2 separate regions of the Bombyx mori genome follow, and region 1 is linked to region 2. Evidence: chromatin contacts called from public Hi-C data. All regions are on one chromosome and are shown on one strand. Each heading gives the region's core, a stretch centred on a gene start, on an enhancer-like site or on the middle of the called end of the contact. The rest is flanking DNA. Distances are from core to core; before and after follow the strand shown. Region 1 has its middle 45 kb from the start of LOC101739441. Region 2 overlaps LOC101739441 (protein charybde).

What was found. A called contact is a pair of places that touch in the nucleus more often than the background predicts.
Region 1: a Hi-C map of middle silk gland shows a contact between it and region 2, with 2.3 times the contacts expected there. The contact joins two enhancer-like sites. A contact is called at or near these places in 4 of 7 Hi-C or Micro-C datasets (middle silk gland, posterior silk gland and whole pupa).

Annotation. Positions count from the first base shown.
Region 1 is chr3:877,167-882,376 of ASM3026992v2, forward strand. No RefSeq gene overlaps it. Among protein-coding and RNA genes, the nearest start is that of LOC101739441, 45 kb to the left of the region's middle. Within about 2 kb of position 3,690, at least 4 of the 8 cell types and tissues checked have open chromatin away from gene starts, as enhancers often do.
Region 2 is chr3:839,059-844,225 of ASM3026992v2, forward strand. LOC101739441 (protein charybde) reads left to right here. Exons shown (of 3, transcript XM_004923883.5): 1 at 1-3,558; 2 at 3,910-4,255; 3 at 4,344-5,167. The coding sequence starts at 3,504. The coding sequence ends at 4,428. Among protein-coding and RNA genes, the nearest start is that of LOC101739441, 7.3 kb to the left of the region's middle. Within about 2 kb of position 3,678, at least 8 of the 8 cell types and tissues checked have open chromatin away from gene starts, as enhancers often do.

The DNA of each region.
Region 1 (5,210 bases), core at 2,440-4,939, 38 kb after region 2:
ACTCGTTCTCGTCCCCGTCAACTGACTGCCGGAGTCCCGCAAGGCTCCGCGCTCTCCCCGTTATTATTTAGTTTGTATATCAATGATATACCCCGGTCTCCGGAGACCCATCTAGCGCTCTTCGCCGATGACACGGCTATCTACTACTCGTGTAGGAAGATGTCGCTGCTTCATCGGCGACTCCAGATCGCAGTAGCCACCATGGGACAGTGGTTCCGGAAGTGGCGAATAGACATCAACCCCACGAAAAGCGCAGCGGTGCTCTTCAAAAGGGGTCGCCCTCCGAACATCACTTCGAGCATCCCACTCCGTAGTAGGCGCGCAAACACCTCCGCCGTTAGTCCCATCACTCTCTTTGGCCAGCCCATACCGTGGGTCTCGAAGGTCAAATATCTAGGCGTCACCCTCGACAGAGGGATGACATTCCGTCCCCATATAAAAACGGTACGCGACCGCGCCGCGTTTATTCTAGGACGACTCTATCCAGTGCTTTGTAGTCGAAGCAAACTGTCCCTCCGCAATAAGGTAACGCTCTACAAAACTTGTATACGCCCCGTCATGACGTATGCAAGCGTAGTGTTCGCTCACTCAGCCCGCACCCACTTGAAATCCCTTCAGGTTATTCAATCACGATTCTGCAGGATAGCCGTCGGAGCGCCATGGTTCCTTAGGAATGTGGATCTCCACGATGACCTGGAGCTCGACTCTCTTAGTAAGTATCTACAGTCGGCATCGCTGCGCCATTTTGAGAAGGCGGCACGACATGAGAACCCTCTCATCGTAGCGGCTGGAAATTACATACCCGACCCAGTAGACCGAATGGTAAACCGTCGACGTCGCCCAAAGCACGTCATTACGGATCCTCCTGATCCATTAACGGTGCTTTTAGGCACCACAAGCACCGGTCACCGTCCTCGTCGAACCCGTCGCTTGCGACGAAGGGCTCGACGAGCGAACTAACCCATAGACACAGCCCACTGAGTTTCTCGCCGGATCTTCTCAGTGGGTCGCGTTTCCGATCCGGTGGTAGATTCTGCGAAGCACTGCTCTTGCTAGGGTCAGTGTTAGCAACTCTCCGGTTGAGCCCCGCGAGCTCACCTACTAACGTTAGGGCGAAGCTGAAATAGCCTCTCAAGGCTATCAGCATAGGTAGGGAAAAAAAAAAAAAAAAAAAAAAAAAAAAAAAACCATCTAGAAGCAAGAGGCTGAAATGTCAATTGGGTTTATGGCATCTCTCACCCTTTAAGCCTGAACACATAATAACTTAAGAACAGATTTGGACAGAATAGAGGTAGCGACCAGTACGCGCGTTGTAATGTCTCTGACCTTAAGTATACATAATAAATAGGGGCCGTTGGTTTCTTTAAAAAAAATTTTTTGCTTAGATGGGTGGATGAGCTCACGGCCCACCTAATATTAAGTGATTACCGGAGTCTATAGACATCAACAATTTAAATGCCGCAATCTGACTTGAGATCTAAGTCTTGAGTTCTAAGTCTCAGGTTTCCGCCGCTTACTTTAAATGAAACAATGAAAAGAAAGCTGCAATTTTCATTCTCAATTTGAAATGTCCTCAAGACCTCCAATAAGACCTTTTTTTATTGCTTAGATGGTTGGGCGAGCTCACAGCTCACCTGGTGTTGAGTGGTTACCGGAGCCCATAGACATCTACAACGTAAATGCGCCACCCATCTTGAAATATGAGTTCGAAGTGCTCAGTATAGTTAAAAGGGCTGCCTCACCTTTCAAACCGGAACGCACTACTGTTTCACAGCAGACGGGGTGGTGGTATCTACCCGTGCGGACTCACAAGAAGTCATACCACCAGTAATCGACCGTGAGCCATCCAGCCCAAACGTGATTAAAAAAAAACAAATTTCAATTCATCCACGTCTCCCGTAAACTCATGGTCACTGCCCACCCCTTTATCTGTCGTAAGTCACGTCAGGCCGATAAAAGGAGTCTATTTATTCCCGGCTCCGTTCTCTACGTAAATAGAAAACGTTTCTCTACATAGAGACACTTGTTATGTCATTTTCTTTAAGTGTACTGTACAAATATGTAGAGTTAGTAGAGTCGTAGAGCTTTGTTTACATAATTTTGACAACAGTCTTACAATTAAGATTCTTTTTTATTTCATGTATTATCAATGGGCAGTCAGACTTTTACCCATTTGACGTTTTGTGATTACTAAAGTCTATGGACATCACAACATGAGTACTATATGAATAAACGTATTGTGAGCTCGCCCCATTCTGCCATTTTTTTCCCTACCTATGCTGATGGCCTTGAGAGGCTATTTCAGTTTCACCTTAATACGTAGGTGAGCTCACGGGGCTCAAACCGGAAGTGTTGCTAACACTGGCCCTAGCAAGAGCAATGCTTCGCAGAATCCACCGCCGCATCGGAAACGCGACCCACTGAGAAGATCCTGCGAGAAACTTAGTTGGCTGTATCTATGGGTCTTGCCTTCGAGTTTTGACAGACATTTATACAATATAATTGTGACTTAAACCTAATCGTGATGTCTATGGACTCCAGCAATAACATAACGGCAGGCAGACAATAAGCTCTATTGGTAATTGAATGCAATATTCAAATATCATTGTAGTTAATCTCGAGTTTCGCAATACCAGCTCTACTATACACGTTCTGTCGATGTTTCCAATACACTCTATATACTAGTCCCTAAAGAAAGTCCCGGGAAAATATTGATAATACACAAATTGTTAGTTTTTCATCCGAATTTATTTTGTCACCTTCAAAATACGCTCCTTCTGAAACAATATATAAATGCCAAGAAATAATTCAATCATCAGAATATTTTTTCACGGCTTTCTCCGGAATTGAATTCGTTTCTCGAAGTTCCATTACCGATACAAAATTTATCACAGACTCTTTGTTGTACTATATCTTTTTGTCCATTATGAAATTCGTATTACGCACTAGATATAAATATAATTAAAAACGGCACTGTATTTAATCTAAATAACAGATGAAACTCATACTCCGCGCCAAAATGGAAAACAGATGTGCCAATCTAACGACAACAACAACAAAAAAAAACTAAGAATTAAATTTGGAACCATAAACAAATCATCTAGGTACGTAATATTTTGACTGAATGTACAATGATACGTTTGAAACAGCCGTAACAAACATAGATTTAAAGATCGGCTCGCTAGAAGATCCTCATGTTAGAAACGAAGCAATATTTTATGCAGTATTAGCTTAGCTGCAGCGTTCTTCATATCGTTTATATATCCGAGTGTGCTTAGTGCGAGTTTTTTAACGTTCTCGATAGCGTAAAAGTTTACTCAGATTTGTATGGAATGGGATCGGTTGCCTACGTTTGCCTACGTTAGTCGCCAGGGGCGCTGTTCCAACTGCATACAAATTTTAGTTAACTTTTACGCTATCGAGAACGTTAAAATACTCACACTACGCACACGGTACCACTAAACCAACAGTGTAGGTGAGCTTTCGGGGCTCAAACCGGAGGTGTTGCTAATACTGGCCCTAGCAAAGAGCAGTGCTTCGCAGAATCTACCACCGGATCGAAAACGCGACCCACTGAGACGATCCGGCGAGAAACTCACTGGGCTAAAACTTGCACTAAGCACACAGTACTTAATTAATGCCAAGACCACGATTCCGTTCGCTCGACTATAAAACAAACAAACTGTATCTCCGAAAAACGGTCCAACGATAAACATCCAATCGCCACATATAATACCTACATTCATATAAAAGCCAAACGTCCTCCATACCGAATTTATCAACTGAAACTACACATTATTTGAATAAACTAATCTTAAATGACGAAGAATACTAAACGCCGATGCGCTGCGAACGTAAATGGGTCTTATTTCGTGGACGGTAAGCGAGCAATTGCTATCGGCGCGTCAATCGTTAATGCGAGCGATTTGCGAAAATTATGATAAGGAAACTAGGTTGATCAAATCAGTACGAACTGGTTTTAGGTGGTGGCTGCTCCAATGTGGAAGGGATTTCGGTCTAGATTTCTGTATCAACAAGTCGTTGTACATTCTCGGCGTGGCAACACGTAGCTTAACATTGAACGTATTTGTTACAAAGATAGAACACAGGAGTAATTAACACAGCTGAATTAATGGCGCATCTGGGATTAACTTTAGTATTGTTTAAGTAAGAACGATTGATTGCTTTGTGGCAGAAATAGGTAAGGCTGTGAGACAGATCCGTGCTTGTCGATATTATTATGTTGCTCAAGATATCTTAATATTTTACTTTTATTTCGTAACACTCCCAAAATACTTTTGATGTGTGATAGTTGCTCGAGCAGGCAGACTAGCATACGGCCCACCTGATGGTAAGTGGTTACTTTCGCTCATGGACGTCAGCAATGACACGGGCAGAGCCAAGTCGCTGCCTACCGCTCAATACTCTCCACAAGCCTCGTATGAAGAAGGACATGTCATAGCGCGCAGGAAACACCCGGTCACCGTCCTCACCGAACCCGTCGTTTGCGACGAAGGGCTCGACGAGTAAATTAACCCATAGACACAGCCCACTGAGTTTCTCGCCGGATCTTCTCATTGGGTCTCCGGTTTGAACCTTGTGCTCACCTATACGTCAAGGGCAACCTGAAATAGCCTCTCAATGTTATCAGCATAGGTAGAAAAAAAAAAGAAAAAGGAAGCACTGTGGAACTCATTCCAAAGCTGGATGTAATTAATACTCTATAATTAATAAAAGAAATCAATGCACAGGTAATAGGCAAAAGCATTTTTTTATTAGGCACACAACACACATTGCAAGCTTTCTTTAGCTTACAACAAGTAATGACACAACAAGTAAATAAGATCTGGTTTGTAACATAAGCCATGTGTGTGCGCACGACCAATCAAAATAAATATGCTAAGCACACAATGTTCCTTACAACTATAGGACAAAATAATATGATAACGATAACTAATCTAACTTATAAGGTTACTAGCTGCACCCGTCCGCTTCGCTGGGCATTTAAAATTAACATTATTATTTCTCACCCCCACAAAGATTCTCATCATTAACGCTCCCGCAACTGGTCCAACACTGATATATTATAAATATTAGCCTATCCATTAAGTACATGTATAATATTTTCTACATGGATACCAAATTTCAAGTCAGTTTCATGCATGGTTCAGTAGTTATAACGGAACATCCGTAAAAACCACTGTAGATTT
Region 2 (5,167 bases), core at 2,428-4,927:
CCCCCGATGAATTCTGCAAATCCCTTCGAAGACAAGTCTGCTACCTGCTCCAAAACTACGGCTCGATATTTTTTATTGGTTCACGTTTGTTCAATATCACCTGTTTTGTAAACCTAAAGTTTTTTTTTTACGGTTGCCCTAAATAGGGAAGTCTGACTCACGGCCCAGCTGGTTATTGGAACCCATGGGCATCTCAACGGGAATGACTAGTCTATTTACTAGTTTCCTAGACTAGTTCTTTGTGGCAGAAAAGGGCAGGTCGGTAATGGCAACCCATAAGCCCACACGGAAGTTGAAATGTCATTTTTATTGTAAAAGAACAATCCTAATTTTACCTCACAAAGAATACCAACCCGGCATCATTTCATATAGTTAAACCAGAAGTTAATCTTCACATTACAAAATACTTTCGGTTCATTGTGAACATTCATACTTCTCCAGGGTCGACCTACATATCGTGCCTTACCTACGAAGCTCCAGTTGCATGGAGTCATAAAAAACCACTAACCAAGCATTTGTATTAAGAAGTCCTTAAACATAGATAGATGACACGATTGTTTTTAAAACGCTGATCCGTCATTTTATATTTGGCGAAGACATAAAACCAATAAAGATTGTTATTGTGTAAACACGTTATCTCGATTAGATAAAGAGTTATAAAAACATGTTTGTATTACAAGATTTATGTTGTACTTAAGTATGTATCTAAACAGCTTTGTCAGAGGGCTCTAAATAATTTTTAAGTAAACATCTTGAAAAAAATATCTGTGATTTTTTCGTGACTTTTCTCTTAGAAATGTATTAAAATAATATATAGATTAATTAGAAAAAATAGGCAGATGAGTTTAGGAAGTTTACGAGTACCAAAACATGATGGCACCACTGCTATTTCGCATCTCGAAGAGAAGCCGTATTCAAGACAAAACATTAGGAGCAGGAATAGAGGAAATTAATTACGAAAGAGATGGCGAACACTCTTAATGCTCACCCGTAATGCCTATTAAAAGGTGATCCAAAACCTGTAAGGCACTATAGATATTTTTCAGTTTATAAGTAGCAAGATTCCAATTTTCTACACGTCACACAGTTCATGTTACTATGTGAATTCGTCTGATGAAAATTGGCTTCGCGAGCTATATAAGTCTTCAAGAAACTCCGTTCGCTGTCATCGGATACAAGGAATTTTTCGAGCTGATGATTATTACAAAAAATGAGTTTTTAAATTCGATACTGGCACTGGTTTGCGTGCAGGCGAGCCCACACCGGCTCGTGATACTGTACTGTTCATGCCGGCTGCGATGCCATCACGGTTTGAATGCATTTATTTCAATCAATTTGTGTCTCAAAATGAGTAGCGGCCGTCGGTCGCAAACAAGAAATATTACTTAGACAGTTAACTTTATTGTTTTTCAATGTTTAGCGGCAGTGTTTTTCGATTCGTTTCGGTTCTATGAGTCACTTTACCGCTCAAGGCCACTACGCCGGCCGGCGTTCCGTAGCAACTGTTTTTTTTTTTTTTCAACTACACATTTTTTTCTTTGTGGTTCTACGGTTATTGCCAGTTAGAAATTGGTTAACTGATCGCTGATCGGTTAGGTAACATAAAACTTTAAGTACACAGTAGTCGATTTTGTGGATTTTCGTTGATAAATTTATGTGTTTCATTTTTGGCAACACTACGAATTAGGTTAACGATTTTTGTCTATTTTTTCAGACTGTACAACGTTTGACGGATTGCTATAGTTTATTTACAATTAAAACTAGTATGTAATGAATAGATTTTTTTTTCAATTGTGTTGTAATGTGAATGAATTTTTAGACAAAGCAATGTTAATTTAACTAGCGACAGATAACGTAAAATTGGAATCGAAAATCGAAATCTATATTTAGGTGTCACACTATATGTAAATAATCTGTGACGATTTCGGTGTTACGGCATTATGACCTAAAGATCTTAGTTACCAGGTCATAAAATCCCTTAAAAAAAATGTTACAGCACTCTGACAATGACATCGTCCTTCAGATTTCAAGTCCTTCCTTGTCTTTCAAGAACATCACGATGCTCTCTTAGGTACCACCAATCAGCATATAATGAAACGAATAATTTCAGTGGAAGTTTATTTATTCAAATGTAAATATCCGTTTGACTGATGCAATATTCGAGAAGAATTGCCTACTCCCCAAAGTTAGGTGAAAATTCACTAGAACTTTCTTTCGTATTTACAGTTCGTTCTAAGACGTTATAGTGATTCTCTTTCGATATTAAAAATATTTTTGAATGTTTTATGGTGTAGGTAAAGTTAGTTATTTTACAATATATTTCAATAAAACTTTATACTTTATTCTAAGCGCAATATGGTGTGACATATTATTAATTTGTTTAGTTTTTTTGAATTCAAGAATGAAGATAAGAAATAAAAATTAAAATCCAACAATACAGTTATCATTAATGTAACAAGTGTTGCTAATATGTTGTGTACTTATCGTCTTAAAACAGAAAAAAAAACAAAAATGATATGTGTATCTTCAGACTATTTTCAACTTGTTTTTCACAAAGTTTATTTAATGGAGTACTAAAATGATGTCAAAACAGTCATACGTCTTCTAGTTATTTAAAAAATACACTACTTATAAAACTTTTATTTCTATGTTATCAAGATTTTGCAGTTTATGACCGCTAGTCGAGGATAGTATTTAACAAATTAAATTATGGACTATATCTTAATTCAGTTAAAACTTATAACGTTTTTATTTGTCTTACTTACCTATACACATACAATAAAACAATGAACGATATCACGGAAATCCTTAGACAAACATAAATATGTATGTTTTATCGCTTAGTGTTCTTATCTTTACGTCCAGACTAGTCGACTTGACGCCTGATAAATAAATATACATAAATTATCTATAAAAGATGTTACAATATTTTTATTCTAATGTTTCCTATCGGTAACAAAGGAAAAAAAAACAAATGTCATTAACGAAACACTTTAGAAAAATATATCACTGGGTCTCAGAGCCCGTACGCGTTCGAACAAAGAAAAGCCGGCCGGCTTTCTTTCGTGAGACGACACAGACACGTCCTTCTCACAACACGGCCGGGCGCAACTGGCCTGCGGGGAGGTCGGTGCCGGTTGCGGAGCGACTCCCCGCACCCCCGGCCTCGACTCTCTATATAAATTGCCTGTGCTTCCCGTTTCTATCAGTCCGTCAGAAAGAGCGACAGGGTTGGGTGGGTCATACAGTGAGCCTAGGGCGAGTGACGAAGCCCTGTGGTTACGAGATCAGATCTGATGCGGTCGTGAGCTTAGGACATTTTCATATTCCCATCGATCTCTTGACGATAACTAGTCGCCGGTCCGAAAACCGGTCGTTCAGTGCGAATTAGCAGTACAAAAGAGACTTGTGATATTTTTCTAGTATAAGTTCCGGTATTCATCGGAACAGTTTAAATTTTTTCGTATCTAAAAGTGTACAATATAAGTAAAAATTTGGAAAACATGGAGATCCTGCCGGTCACCAATCAATTTAATGTGGGATTCAACAGCGAAAAAGGTGAGTCTCGACTTTCTATCGAGTGTTGCGAGAGGAAGCCGGCTTTCTAACCGGGCGTCAGCTGTTGCCATGCGGCGCGCGCACCGCCAGCCACTCCACCGGCGGCCGCGGGCCCTGAGGCGAGGAGCCGGCTGACGTCACGTCCAGCTGATCTACATCAGCTGTTACGCTGCGCCCTTCGAGAGACGATCCATATATTATTTACGTTTCCCTTTTCTTGCGTCATTTCACTTTAATTCTAATTGTATACAAGTATCTTTTGTAAAATATAAATTATTCTAATTGGATATTTTTTTTTTAAATACCATTTTGAAATTGGAAATAAAAATGAATTTTTTTGTATTGTTGTAGCGTGGAGCGGGCCGACATGGCGGGAAGCGCCGGCGCCGGTGCCGACGGAAGCGGCGCTGGCCCAGAGGCTCGAGAGAGAACTACGAGCGGCCAAAGGAGCCAGCGAGCTCGCCACCGCGGAGGTCTTAGTGCCGGCGGAGCTGCTCGCGAGGGCGTCGCGGCAGACCCTCGCGCTAGCGGAGGGAGAGCCCTGTGGGTCCCGGGGCGCAGCCGTCATCATCGACGTCGCGGGACGAAGACTAGCAGCCTTCAAAATAGACCCGAATACGTTGACCACGCACGAAATACATCTACACCTTGAACACGACCCCACGAACTGGACGAGTCTGTTGCCGCAATTCTTAAAGTGAGTCTTCTTTTACACTCAATCACCGTGTAGACGTTTGTAGACGCGAGCCCGCTACGAGTTGTACTAACGAGCTTTCTCTTTGCAGAAATTTAACGCGAGGCGGCACCATCATCATCAGCCCCCAGTTCACGATAGAGAAGAAGAAATTGTTCAGGAGCCAGGCGGAGTGATGGCTGGGCGCGAGCCGACTGACTGCCCTCCTCGATCGATATCTACGTATCGTTAATTTGACAAATATCAATATTATTATAATAATAATATGTATATTAATTATTATATATTTTTAATAAGAGAAAATCAAAAGCACAGCGTGATATGTAATGTATAGTGGTAGTGTAAGCGCGGAAGAGCGCGTCGCCGCCGCCTCCCGTAGTGATGCGAAATACACTTTACTTATCGATAAAGTGTCGATGTTCGTGCTGGTCGGGCCGTCGGCGGCGCGCGGCGCGGCGGCGTGCGGCGGCGAGCGTCGATCTCCCCTCACCCCTCTGTCGCCCGCCCCCCACCCGCGCGCCCTCCGCACTTACCTTCGTTCTATGATCATTGTTTGTATTTTATTATTGGATGTTTGAATGATTGTGAATCGCGATGGTTGTCCGCGTGAGTGGCGCGGCGGCGCCGGTGCGCTCCCTATGATCTCAGTCGCCGCCGCGCGTGTGATACTGATAACCCTGATAGGTTTAGTCTTAGGTATTATTTTTTTTTTGTTTGTTTCGAGTTTGATTCTATTCTGGAGTTGCGTAGAGTTTTGTATTTTCACGTATCGTAACTGTATTTGTTCGGGGCGATCGATTCGGTCCGGAAATGTGTACGTTTTTTTTTTGTATTCGACCAGCGTAGGCAGGGACGTAATGAGTCCGAGCGGCGTCAGGTCTGGCCATTAATAAAATCGTACATTTGTTTGTGATA